Linked DNA regions of Mus musculus: region 2 is linked to region 1. Evidence: chromatin contacts called from public HiChIP or PLAC-seq data. All regions are on one chromosome and are shown on one strand. The core of a region is the stretch at or near the end of the contact, and the rest is flanking DNA. Distances in the headings are between cores, read along the strand shown.

The links. HiChIP or PLAC-seq counts read pairs in DNA pulled down with a chosen protein or histone mark.
Region 2: an HNF4G HiChIP or PLAC-seq map of pancreatic cancer cells shows a contact between it and region 1. The contact joins two enhancer-like sites. A contact is called at or near these places in 1 of 484 Hi-C or Micro-C datasets (embryonic stem cells), 3 of 115 datasets of contacts at active chromatin or transcription factors (embryonic stem cells, fetal liver and pancreatic cancer cells) and 3 of 9 other capture datasets (adipose tissue, embryonic stem cells and pancreatic islet).

What each region holds. Positions count from the first base shown.
Region 1 is chr5:73,099,729-73,106,549 of GRCm38.p6, forward strand. It overlaps Fryl (FRY like transcription coactivator), which reads right to left. Exons shown (of 63, transcript NM_028194.2): 19 at 4,947-5,054; 20 at 1,726-1,963; 21 at 558-743; 22 at 218-304. Among named protein-coding and RNA genes, the nearest start is that of 1700071G01Rik, 54 kb to the right of the region's middle. Within about 2 kb of position 4,088, at least 33 of the 459 cell types and tissues checked have an H3K27ac peak or open chromatin away from gene starts, as enhancers often do. A contact at or near this core is called in pancreatic cancer cells, where this site is marked.
Region 2 is chr5:73,178,421-73,185,241 of GRCm38.p6, forward strand. The region is part of intron 3 of Fryl (FRY like transcription coactivator); the gene reads right to left. Among named protein-coding and RNA genes, the nearest start is that of 1700071G01Rik, 25 kb to the left of the region's middle. Within about 2 kb of position 4,486, at least 62 of the 459 cell types and tissues checked have an H3K27ac peak or open chromatin away from gene starts, as enhancers often do. A contact at or near this core is called in pancreatic cancer cells, where this site is marked.

The DNA.
Region 1 (6,821 bases), core at 2,838-5,337:
AGACTAAAAATTTACCAAGACCAACTTATTTTTTAATGGCAATAAGAACTAGCCATGGCGTCAGCACATGCACTTTAAAACTCTTCGGATGCTTCAGAAATACTTTATGACTCGTTGCGTTTGTTAAGGAGACACATTTCCGCATACGCACAGACGTGGGTGTGTATTCGCCTGCCTTAAGTCCCAAGATAAGATGGAGAGGAAATTCCCCAGTTACCTGATCGGCCCCCGTGAGGTGGATGAAGCTCTCCAGAATGGATGGGCTCAGTCTGTCCATCACATCTATGGCTAACTCATCATCACCCTGTAAAAAGGAGACCAACCCCACATCTAAACAAATGAGGAATGCGTAAGAAACATAAGCAAAGGGAAGTGAAGCTGAATAGGATGTGAGCACGAGCTCTTTTCTTGTGAAGAGTTGGGGAACAGGGTCTGGTGGAGGGGGGAGGGGCAGGTGGGCAGGCTGGGGTTTGCATCAGGCCCACTCCAGCAGGCAGCCACAAAGTGAAGTATGCCCGCACTTCAAGAGATGACTCCCCGAGATGCCTAGCCCTTACCTTAGGTACCTCCAAAAGTGCAAATAAAGCCCGTATCTCTCGAAGGACGCTGACTGCCAGTCTTCTCGTGGCAGGCCGACTGCTACAGAGGATGACCAGGGCAAAGCCTTCGACCACATGGAACACAGTGGAATATGGGTTCCTTTCCAGAGGAGGGGGGTGAGGGCCTCCATTAGCAATGCCGTGCTTGAAAAATCAATGCAAGTTAAGACAGATAGAGTTTTAAAAATGTGTGGATTTGCAAAGGGAACAGTAACCAGTAAGGCAAATTACAAGCATTATGGTAACAGGCCTGCCTCCACTCAAGTGACTAAACGGCATTTACTTTATTTAAAATGTAATAGTGTGGCCTGGGTGTGATGGTGTGGACTGCCATCTCGGCAACTCAGGAGGCTGAAGCAGGAAGGTCTCAAGTTTCAGACCAGTGTAGGAGACAGAATGAGTTCAAAGCCAGCTTGGGCAGTAACTTTGTGAGTCTCAAAATAAAATGTAAAAGCAGGTTTTGGTGTGCATCTCGGGGGTAGAGCCCTTGTAGGGGGAGTGAGGCTCAAAGCGCAACTGATCCGTTATCAGATCACAAAAGAAATCAGAGTATGCTGAGAATAGTGTTCCAATGGAGCCTGGCCGTGGTGGCCCATGCCTTTAGTCCCAGCACTTGGGAGGTAGAGGCAGGTGAATCTAAAGTTCAAGGCCAACCTGGTCTACAGAATGAGTTCTAGGACAACCAAGGCAACACAAAGAAACCCTGTCTTGAAACAAACAAACAAATAAACAAAAAACCCCCAACCCTTATATGGTAAAGAAGCACAGATCTGTGCGCTCAAGAAACTGGAGCCTTTGCAAAAGCCATCAATCCAAATGACACACTACCAAAGGTTTCAGGTATAAACTTTGAAATGCTGGAAACGCCTTACTGTAAGAATTAATTCTATGATTCCGGCGCTCGATAAAACGTTAACGTGATACCAAACGAAGAAGGCTAAAGGCCGGACCCAAACGCTTGGTATCCAATACATGAATGAGGAGAAAGCCCAGCACAAGGGATTATCATCAAAAGAAGGCCATTCCAACTAATAACAACGAGAGCCAGCGTGTGTCAGTTAACTTCACAATCCGTCACTTACTACCGATCAGTCCCAAGGCAATACAGTGGGAGAGCACTTGGTACCTGGGAGTCCTGGGTCCTGTTGTACATCTGAGCTGCCTGTTTCCATTGATTTATTAATTGTACCAACATCTTTACAGCGTTATCAAGAAGGGTGGGGTGGACATCAGTCACTTCACGAACGATAAAATATACAAAGCCTGAAAGCACATCCTCGCGCCAGTCTGGGAAATCAAGCATCAGAGCCTGCAGGGTGTTGAAGGCCAGCGCCCGCAGTTCTTCATCCATGTGGATTGTGAGCCTGTCCAAGACACAATTCCACACAAGCCCGTGAGTGGGTAGCAGGGTGAAACACAGTGCCTGCCGTCACCTAACACTTAAAAGTAAGAAACCCCAACATCTGTCTCTCCTAAAACTGAAAACTAAGATACTTGATCTGTCCCTTTGCGTGCTCTGGGAGCATATGAAGACAGGCGCCCAGGCTCACTCTGCACTGCTATGAGCCCCTGTCTGTACTGGTCTATAGTTTAAATTCCATGGGTAACGCTCAGGAAAGTAAGTCTTGAATTTAATTGATAGGCTTTTGATTGGGAATACAGATGGTATCAGAAATCCACTGCAAATTCCTTCAGTCCTTAACACACTTTATAGTGCTCTCCAATAATCAATATAAAAATATGTCCAACCACACGGGATCTTAATATCAACTTACACTTATTTAGTTACGGAAGAGGTCATGACTAATGTCAACCATTTCTTAAAGGCATTTAAGGTTGTAGACGGAATATAAATAGCTCATTACAAAGGCAATATCAAGACGGAGTCAAAAGAAGTCATTCCTAAGGGTAGGAATGGGAGTAATATAAGAAAAAAGGGCTATGCCTTGAAAATAAAATGTGTCAACAGCCCACCAGGTCCGCGAAGTTATGATGAGCAAGGGGGATGGTATGTGGCTAAGAAGTGAGGTATCACAGTTTATCTCAGCTCTGGTCTTCACTATAAGCCAGCCTTCAACTGACAGAAACTAAAGAGACATCCGTTGTAGTGCGGCATAGGTTTTAGGAGCAAATAACACTAGTTATTTACACTGCCTTTATTTAAACCCATGACTGTCTAGATAGCTCGCGCCAAATCGGTGTGACTCAGGACATACGTGCCTTGTGCAGGGGAGAGAACAATGGGACCTTGCTAATTAAATTCAAGGGATTATTTTTCCCTTTATAGAGGTTTCTAAATTTACAACACGCCTTGTGTGGTTGTCTGCTATCTGGCTTCCCTTACTTTTGAGTAAGGAAGAGTTAGACACTGTAATTCCAAACCAACATATTCTAGATTCTTTCTGGCCATGGAAGTAAATTAATTTAAGATGGCAGCTGCAGGGAGAGGAGGGAAAGGAGGTAGCAATTAAACTGCCATTCACTGCTCCGAGGCTGGCTCCTTCCAGCCCCAGCATCCCTCGCCTTGAGCCTGTCAGGTGTGGCTTCATTCCTGGGGGAGGTGAGAGGGGTGATGTCAGAAATTTATCTTGCAGGATCATCTTCCGGAAAGATGTAGGTCAAGGGAGGCTGAGGTGGGACCAGTGAGGATGGATTTGACAGTAGCTGCTCACTGCTGTAAGGACGAACACTGTGGGTTAGCACTTCAGGTTCCTAGTAGGATGCCAGTTTTCTAATTCTGCACTGTTTATATTTTATCTATTGTATTTTGGAGACGGAGGTCTCAGTATATAACACAGTCTCCCCTCCAATTCTCAATTCTTCCTGCCTCTGACTCTTGAGCGCTGGGAGCCCACACAAGGTAAAGGTAAAGGACCAACTCCAATCCAAAGACGACCTCTGAACTTTACACTTGTGCCATGGCATGTGTCCCCCACCCATCATACACATGCACATATGGTAAGAAGAAATTAAAGTTTCTTTTTTAATTAAAAAAAAATTAAGCGAGAGCTGAGCCTTTTAGCACAAACATCAAACTGCAGGTACTTAAGAGACTGAGGCAGGAGGATTCCCAGGTTCAGGCCTGCCTGGCATACAGAGGGAAATCAAGGTCGACCTTGAGAGCATAGTGAGACCTTATTTCAAAATGAAGCATACACGTGTGCCTATACATAATGCAGCAGGATCCGCAGCTATGGAGGAGTCCTTGCCTAACATGCACAAACCTTTAGGTTCAACTCAGTGCCACAAACCAGCAATAAAGAGGCTGAGTGGGGAGAGAGAGAAGTTATGGAAAGTAGTTTCAAGCGAGCCCCTCGACTCCTCATAGTCGGGAGACAAATGCCACCGTCTCCGGGGTCCCAGCACCTGAGGGAGGCGCAAGGCTGTCTGGGAAGTGCCAGGTGTTCTCGCCCAGGGCTGGAACGAGCCACAGTGCTGCAGCAATCTGGTCACTATTTACACAAGATGGTGACTGCCCAGCAACCAGCAAACAAACCAGTCACTGTGTTTGGTTTTCCACTAGGGTGTGGCTGGCCAACTGTGGCTCTGGGCAGGCTCCAGGCAGATGCCCAGTCATGTTCAGTCCTGCAATATGGTCTGGCTGCTTCTGTAATGCCACAGTGGGAATGCAGACATGACACACACTGAGGCAGTGGGTCTCAACCTTCTTAATACTATTATTACCCTTTAATACAGCTCCTCATATGGTAGCGACCCCCCAACCACTGCCACTTCACAAAGTGTGATTATGCTAGTTATGAATTGTAATGTAAATACCTGTGTTTTCTGATGGTCTCAGGTCACCCCTGTGAAAGGGTTTTTCGACACCCGGTACCCCCAAAGGTTGAGAACCTCCGGATTATAGCACAATCAGCAAAACCACGAAATATTTACTGTCTGGTCTTCCATGGAGAAGCTGACCCCCTAACTGCATGGTCCCCAGGGGCACCCACACAGCAGAGCCTCAGCAGGCTTAGAATTAGGCTGGGAGACTTCACTTAAGTGTGGTTGCCATGGTATTTATCTACTTTATAGAGCTAATGGAGGAAGAAGAGGAGAAAACGCTTGGAGGCACCGGGCTCTCCTGCAGCAGAAAAAGCTAACTGGGCCGTGGTCACTACTCAGGATGCTGAAACCTCACTGAGCACCACGTAAGGGATGTTTGTCACGTAAACCCAGTGAACTGACAGTGAACTGGGAAATGGGGCTGAGAGGGGGACTTGGGAGGAAGTTAGAAGTTAAAAATTTGAGAGGGGGTTAATAAAAGATGAGAACGAAGAGAGCAAATCAGATGGCTCGAAGCTGTGCCTGCTGTGACCACAGAGAGTCAGGAATAATGCCACTCACCTTGCTAACAGCTCAATGAGGTCCGTTCTGCTCATACCATCGGGAATCAACCTTGGAATTGCAGCAATGCAGGTTCTAAACAAATCGATTTTGGGTTTTCTTTCCCCCCTGAAAAATGTATCACAACAAACAGAAAACAGAATAAGAAGCGTATCATGTGGGGTAGAAAGATCCATTTTACAAAAATGTTACAGAAGGCGGGAGCACAGTTCTAAGGTCCAATAAAAAAAGGGGGCACAAGCTGGAGAGATGGCTCAGTGGTTAAGAGAACTGACTGCTCTTCCAGAGGTCCTGAGTTCAAATCCCAGCAACCACATGAAGGCTCACAACCATCTGTAATGAGATCTGATGCCCTTTTCTGGTGTGTCTGAAGACAGCTACAGTGTACTTACATATAATAAATAAATAGATAGATAGATAGATAGATAGATAGATAGATAGATAGATAGATAAATCTTTAAAAAAAGGAGGGGCACAAGCAAATACACACACAGACCTAGCAGCTAGCTACCATCCATAAACAACGGAAAGGACGGAGACCATTCAGGAAGATGAGGGCTAGTAACTGACCTCACTAATTAGGAAACATGTATAATAACTTTATAATTTTAAATACTTAAAAAGTTCTATCCACTTTTATATTTAAAAAGAACTTAGTTATTCACAAACACCACTAAATACCAGTTACTATCAGGAATAGCTGTGTGATGGTGAATGTGGCTTGCTAACTTCATAGGCCCTAGCATCAATCACACAGGGTGCAAACCTCTGGCCACGCCTTGAGGGGTTCCCTACACTGGATCGAGGTAGGAAGTCCCATTGTGAAGGTAGGAGACATTATTCCAGGGTCTGGTCGATATCAAAGAGAGAAAGCTAGCAGAGCCGAAACATTCATTGCTCTCTGTGTCGTGAGCACGACGTGACTGACTGACTGCCTCAAGGCCCCGCCGCCATGACCTCGCTCCACACAAGGATGGAGCTACGGACTCAAATCAATCTTTCTTCCTCGAGCTGTTGTGGTTCAGGTATTTTGTCACATGGCAATAAGTAAGTAGTAAAAATAGTGTTGATGCTAAAAATATCTGAAATGGTAAGAGTTTTACAGTCAGATGTTCTTATAGATGAGGGTGCATATTGACTGTTCTTGTGATACACACCTGTATCTGTTTAGATTTTATACAATTACAATGCACTGATGCTTTAAGACTTAGTCCCTCCTGAGAGACAGCTGTTTAATACAATTTAATTTTATTACATATGTGTCTACGATGGGGGGCGGGGAGGCGATGCTAAGGCCCAAATCCACGGCCTTACTTATGCTAGGCAGGAGGAGCTCTGCCAAAGAGCTATCTTCTCACCTCCTCTACGATAGTTTTGGGAAGTTATTCACAAGTTTTACAAACCACTTAATGCGTGGCTTTTCGTTTTCGTCTGTACTTGAAGAGACGCTTTTCAGTTTCACCCTCATCATTTTCTAGTTACTCCAATAATAATCCCTGCGCAATCAAGAAACAACATGTTCAAAGAGTTTGGGTCAGTCTTTGTTAGAGATATTGGCACAGTTGTTACTCTGTGTGGCTTTAAGATGCATGGATTAGAGGGACCAAAAGTCAGATAAAAAAAAAAATACAGGTCCCCATTTAGGCCGCAGCTACTGCTTTAACAATAATGGCACAAATGTCAGGGCTGGCTCTCCGGTCCATAAGACATTTACTAAAATGGACAACTGAAGAGAAGCTGGGGCCAACAGAGATAAAAGTGGAGGGAGAAAAAAAGCAAAAAACCAAAAACCATAGCAAATTCTTACAATTTCAGGTTGTCACAGCATCTTCTCTAAATGTGAGCGTAACTGGAGCAGCGTGTCTCAGAGACCTC
Region 2 (6,821 bases), core at 3,236-5,735, 79 kb after region 1:
CATTAGGGAAACTGATTTTACCTTTACCAGTGAGTATCAGATACATCCTTTATAAGACACTTTAACCCTGTGTCACTAACTCCATTAAATATAAATGGTCTATACACTGCAAAAGATAACATCATGTAACACAGATCCTCATGCCCTGGCCAAAGACAGGCTTCATTTGTGAACATGAAGTGGGGTTCTCACATACAAAGGAGCCCTTATGAAACTGTAAGTTGTAATTAAGTACAAGGCAATACAGGGTTACTTGTGGAAAAACTGGGGTCCCACAAGGCAAGGGAGAAGAGGGAAGACCTCCTGAGGAACACCGTCAAATCTAAATCCTGTCAATGAGGCATCTGGACCTGAAGAGTGGACGGTCGTGTTTATCATCAACAAAACAGGCATGGATAAAGTGAGTTAGACAGCTTTAACTGAGACTCCCTCAAGTCTTCCACTGGCCTGAGAAGAGTCTCCAGGAAATGGAAACATGCAGACTGAATGCTGAGGTAAAGAACAAAATATTGGAGAAAGGTCATGAGAGAAACTGGGTCAAAAGGCCAAGTAGGGTTTTTTTGGAGGCAATTTGGAAAAGAAGTTGATTTAAAGTGCTGCAGTGAGGGAAGATGACATTTTTTTAAAGATGCTGATAAGAATGAAGGGGAGAGGCAATCAAAACGTCGATGAGGACTCTGATTCCATTTCCCTCTACTTGATATCTCCTTATGGGTCTGATGAAAACGGGTAAGGCCGAGATGTTCAAAAATGACGTTCAAAAACAAAGAAGACTGGTTCAAATGTAGCCCTGTGAGAGACGAAATAAACCACAAGCCAAAATGACCTTGATTTCTGCCCAGGGTTTTCAATACAAGTTTCAGGTCATGTCCAGAATTAACTGCTTACACTCCTGTGATGGTTTGAAGGAGACATCTCAAACAGTTTTGGGCATTTGAACCCTTGCTTGCCACTTGGTGGCACTGTTTGGGTCGGTGGGTTGGCCTTTTTAGAGGAGGTTTGTCAGTACCAGTGGGCTTTCTCTCTTCTTTCTGTGGACCTAGCCCTCTGGAACTGTAAGCCCAAATAAACCCTTTCTTCTACAAGCTGCCTTGTTTCATCAGAACAGGAGAAAACAAACGAATCCAATGACAACGATCAGCCTGGTTTCTGACCACAGGTATATGGCTTCTAATAAAGATAACCTTTACAAAAGTGCCACAGCTTATACACAGCACGACATTATACTTACAAATCAACAACCTAAAACCCATTTTAAAAATCTGTATGTAGGGCTGGAGGCATGGCTCAGTGGTTAAGAGTACCAACTGCTCCTCCAGAGGTCCTGAGTTCAATTCCCAGCAACCACATGGTGGCTCACAACCATGAGATCCGATGCCCACTTCTGGTGTGTCTGAAGACAGCTACAGTGTACTCATATAAATTAAATAAATAAAATACGTTTTAAGAAAAAAACTTTGAATATAAGCAGTGTGAGTGTGTGTGTCTGTGTGTAGGCTGGAAGTCAATGGTCAACATCAAGTGTCTTCTAGACCACCTGGCCATCAAGCCCTGGGGTCCTCCTGACTCTCCTCTCAGTCTCCTCCCCAACACGCTTGTCTTGTATGGATCCTGGGGAAGCAAACTTTGGTTCTCCCAGGAGTGGGTAGGTATGGAGCGACAATGACACTTCTCATGGGTACCACGAGGTACAATCGCTGCTGTGCTCCTGGCGGGGCTGTTTATTAATAGCTGAACTTGTTCCGAGCTTTCCCTTTCAGTTCTTTTTTTAATCTTTTGCCAAAAAAAAAAAAAAAAAAAAAAAAAAAAAAAGAGCAAGCTTCCTCTGCTCTGAAAGGAAAAGTCCAGACCCTGTAATCAGACCTTCTTCTTTGCCCTTGCAAACCATACCAATTCGACATCTTTTGGCAGGAGGCTAAGACGTCATTTCTGAATGAAACCAAAGTCTGTTCTTTCTGCTCATCATTCACGTAAATTCATTCTCAGGATCCCAGAAGCCCTCAGCTGAATCCCACCTACCTGAAGAACAGGGTGTGAACACATTAGTAGGGATCCAGGCTTTAAAATTTATATTTTTAAAGAACTGTTACCCTACGTATATTTATATAACAAGTAACATATATGTGGATTGCCCCGATGAAAGAATTAGTAGCCCTAGTGAACTTTCACCTGTGTGCCCCATGCATACACGGAGCAGAGATGCAGGCCTGCACTGCAGCTAGCCAGTCCTTCCGGGCAAGGACAAATATTCCATTGGAAAAGGGAAAAACTGATGAACAAAATAGAAACAAAAGCAAACAAAAAAACCTCACACCGAAGAAGCAAAGGATCAGGATTCAGGATCAGGAAGAAAGAAAGGACAGAGACTAGTCAGAGCCACGGAGTGGGCTGGCCCAAAACATGCTGGACTAACATGAACCACAAGGCACTGTGTTTGAAAGAGACTAACTTCAAAAATGTAATACTCTTTAAAGCCCTATTTTCAATCTTCTAAAGTCAGAATTCGCTTTTCAGTCGGATTCCCTGAGTGATTTGTTTTAACTCTTGTTGTATTCTGAGACACCATATTGTTATACTGTCTGGACTGGCCTGGAGCTTGTGGTCCTCCTGTCTCTATTTCCAGAGTGCTGGGACTGACTATAGGTATGGAAGTGGCTCCTGTGTAAGTCTTAACTAAGCACACTGAAGTGTGAGACTTTAAAGGAGCTAGGGAGATGGCTCAGTCCATGTGCCTGCTGTGTGAGCATGAGGACCCGAGTTCAAACCCCAGCACCTGAAAATAAGTCGGATGCCTGTAATCACAGGACTGGGAAGGCGGACAGGAAAGTCACCAGGGCTTGCTGGCCAAGCAGTACACTCCAGTTCCCCTGAGTTCCCCTGAGATGTTAGAAAGATACCTGACAGTCACATCTAGCCTCTGTATATACGTGCAAAAATTCCTGTGTACGTGCATACACACACACACACACACACACACACACACAATACAGACAAGTATATTCAAAAAGAACTATTTTAAAGTGTGTTTATAGTCACTTTGTTTCTAAAGGTTTTTATTTTTATTTGCATGTGTGTGTGTGTGTGTCTGTCTGTCTGTCTGTCTGTCTGTCTGTCAACAGAGACCAGAAGAGGGGATCTGACATCCCTAGGGTTGGAGATATAGGCAGCTATGAGACACCTGATGTGGGTGCTAAACTCAGATCCCCTGCAAATACAGGAAATGATAGTAACAGCTGAGCCATTCTCCAGCCCAAGGTTAACTTTCTTTTAACTCGATTTTAAAATAGAATGGGGAATTTGAGAAGACTAAGAATAATGAGAATTTTTAACAGGTTTCTTCATCAAGGGAGCTGGAAATATGTTCTAACTAGTACTTCCTCCACACACAGTGTAAGAGACTGTATGACCAGCCTGAGCTTAAATTACTTCCGAAAAGCAGAAAACCCATCAAAGGGCTACATGAAAGAACAGGAAGAAATTGGAGCAGGCAACTATGAATAATCTACACCTGTATTGCTTAGCAATTTAAATCAATCGACAACGACGTGCTTAATTTAATAGATGCAGAATCTAGAAAAATAAACTGTCTAAGGCGAGCATATGGATTCTAATTTTTAGAACCAAATCACCTTCGTCTGAGATTAACTTCCCTTTATAATGAACCCTTTCTTCCCTTCCCCTCTCCTTTTTCTTCTTTGCTCTTTTCTTGAGATTGGGTCTCATGTAGCCCAGGCTAGTCTTGAGTTTGCTGTGGACTCCTATGCCCCAAGTCACCTCCCACTTGCTGGTATCACAGTTCATACCTCCACTCCCAGCATAGATATTTTTAACACAGGACGCAGAACCAGATCGGGTTCAATAAACTTTATGACTGAAAAATGATAGCGTGGTGGATTCTATCCACATAAACAGCAGGACGGGGAGGGTGGAAGCCTAACTCCCGCCTGGTAGACAAAGGGTTCCATTGTGAGATGGACCCTGACCGGCTTGGTTGACAATAACAGAACTTCACATGGGCACTGGGGGCAGAGAGGGAATGAGATGAGACAACAGATGTTATCTTTAAAGAATATACCGTCTGGCCTTGCTCACACTGCCACAGGATCGCAGGGGTCTGTTTTGTTTTGTCTTGTTTTGATTTTAATTTTGAGAGACTTTACGATCACTTATCATAGTCTCTGAAGTTTAATATGAGGTAACTGATATCGAACTGGTATCCTGCTACAGACAAAAAAAAAAAAGAAAAAAAAAACCACTCTCGCAAGGGTTACATAAAATAATAAAATACAAGGAAATATAATGCTATATTGCTTCAAAGCCTCCGGCGTCCATTGCGAGGTTAGGTCTGTTCCCTGACCTCAGCAATATTCTTTTCTCTATTATATTTTAACTATTAGAAAACTTTGGTTCCTAGGGCAAGCCTGTTGTGTTTCTGTAAACAAAGTCACACCGGGATATGTCTCATACAGTCATCACTCATGAGTCATCTGTGGCTGCCCTGGCCCATAGCTTAGGTTGGGTATTGATAATAGAGACACACAGCTTACAAGACCTGAGAGACTTACTCTCTAGGCTTTCATAGATAAAGTTTGTTATTGTAGATCTGCACTTGCTAGATGCAAGATTCTCTCTTCCTCTGCCTTTTAGGATCGTTTTGTTTCTGTGACGTTGGAACTAATAGAAGGCTACCATTGCTCAGGAACCAGTACTCTCTGAGCAATGTTCTCTGGCTAGGAGGAAAAATCAGTGGGCTAAGTACCGCTTCAGGCGCCTGCTCTGCTTTGGCACATACAAGACAGGCGCCTAGGACAGCAGCCTCCAGTTCCTCAACCAGCCCTCACCGGATGCTTCCCGACCACATGGTATAGACCTGAGCTCTGAAGTTTCCTCACATAAAGCCAGGTCAATACAATCCTCCAAGAGCTAATATTTTTATGTTAAATAGACTAACAGAAACAAGCAGGCAGAGGAGTGAGGTCAGGGGAATGGCCTGGAGGCATCGCACTGGAGAGTCCCACACCCCACTGAGGCTGTAACCACCAAGTGTAGCCCTTCAACCCGAAGGCACAAACCCAGTCTGTACCTGCGCCCAGGTAGCTTCTGGGACATGCCTTGTTCCCTGAATTCTCTTCATAGCACACTGGAGACTGGTCTAGTCTTTTATGTTTTCAGCTTTACTCACCACAACCTAGTTTTGAACCACGTCTGTCTAAGGCGAGCATATGGATTCTAATTCTAAAATAAATAAATTTATTTATTTTAGCGTATTTTGCTTAGTTTTCTGCTCTGGTGGTATGTGTTTGTCCTGTCTGACAGTGATATCTGTCACTCAAATATCTACCCCTAAGTAAATCTGCTGACCCCACAGATTCTAACCAGTCTCTGTTTTTATTGTCTTATTCATGTTGGTATGACTTTTAAATCTAAGCTATATAGATTATATTATTTCAGAGGTGCTTAACTAAGCACTCATATGCATATTTCTCTTATTCCACTTAAATTAACCTTAGATTATATAATTCTTTCCCCTTTTGCTTCTTACATAAACCACTGACCAGGAAGGTAGGCAGTACCCCTTCTAGCTAATGAAATCCGGACCAATTCAGAGGGTCCTGAGTGGATTAGGACTAAAGTATTAGAAGCAAGTAAGGAAAGAGACCTGGAATAATGGTTAAACACCTGGATACAAGGAACACAGACACACATTGCTTAATATTGCTCTACAGCGGGGTGTAGAGTCAGAGAAACCTGGTGGCAGGCAATTTTGCCCCTCTGTAAACATCACTGAAAGTATTTACCGTAAACCAGGATGGCTAGGACATCATTCAGTGACTGTAGAGGAAATTTAATCCAGCTATGTGGGTGTTCCTTCAAGGGATCCCATCCAAAGATATGATCCAGCCAGAATGTGACACATCCTGGATTATAGTATAATCTGACTGGAATACAGGCACGCCCTTAGCGCACACAGGCCTTTAATCCCTAAAAATAAAGGTAAGGTTACTTTCTAGAAGGAAGCAGCCACGTTTGAAAGTGACATCTAATTGAGGGGCAGACAAAGTGACAAATCAGAGAAAGATTTGACAGACTGAGTCAGAGACAAGATATGCCCAACTCACAAGAACAGCAGGGGAAGGGAGGCTACTTAAGAGTATCGAGAGGGGGCGCTGGAGAGGTGGCTCAGTGGTTACGAGCCAGACTGCTCTTCCAAAGGTCCTGAGTTCAAATCCCAGCAACCACATGGTGGCTCACAGCCATCTGTAACGAGATCTTCTGGAATCTGAAGACAGCTACAGTGTACTTACATATAATAATAAATAAATCTTTAAAATAAAAAAAAAAAGAGTATCGAGAGAACAAAAAGGGTATGTGCTGTGGTGGGTGGTGGGGACAGTTTTACCAGGACAGCTTTACAGACACAGGTTACAGAGAAAATAAGCTAGACACAGATGAAGACAGAACAAGCCAGGGAATGAGAAGGAGCTAGAAGATTAGAACACATTAGCAAAGTTGGTATGAGGCTAGAAAGAACAATTCAGTCAGAAACCAAGAGCAGCTGGGTTGCATCAGCCAGCTTGGCAAATGAGAAGCTAGAAGCTTCCAGACCTAGGCCTGGGGATAGTGGGAACAGAGAAGGAAATGCCCGGGACTAGTCCCAAGCCCTGGATTCACACAGCTTGGGTTTGGCTCTCATCTTATTCCTTCATCTAAGGAAATAAAAGTGACTTATAAGTGATCAGTCTTATACAACCACTACCACTACATGTGTCCATCACTGACCACAACATCCTTACACGGCACATGACAATATTTTAACCGCC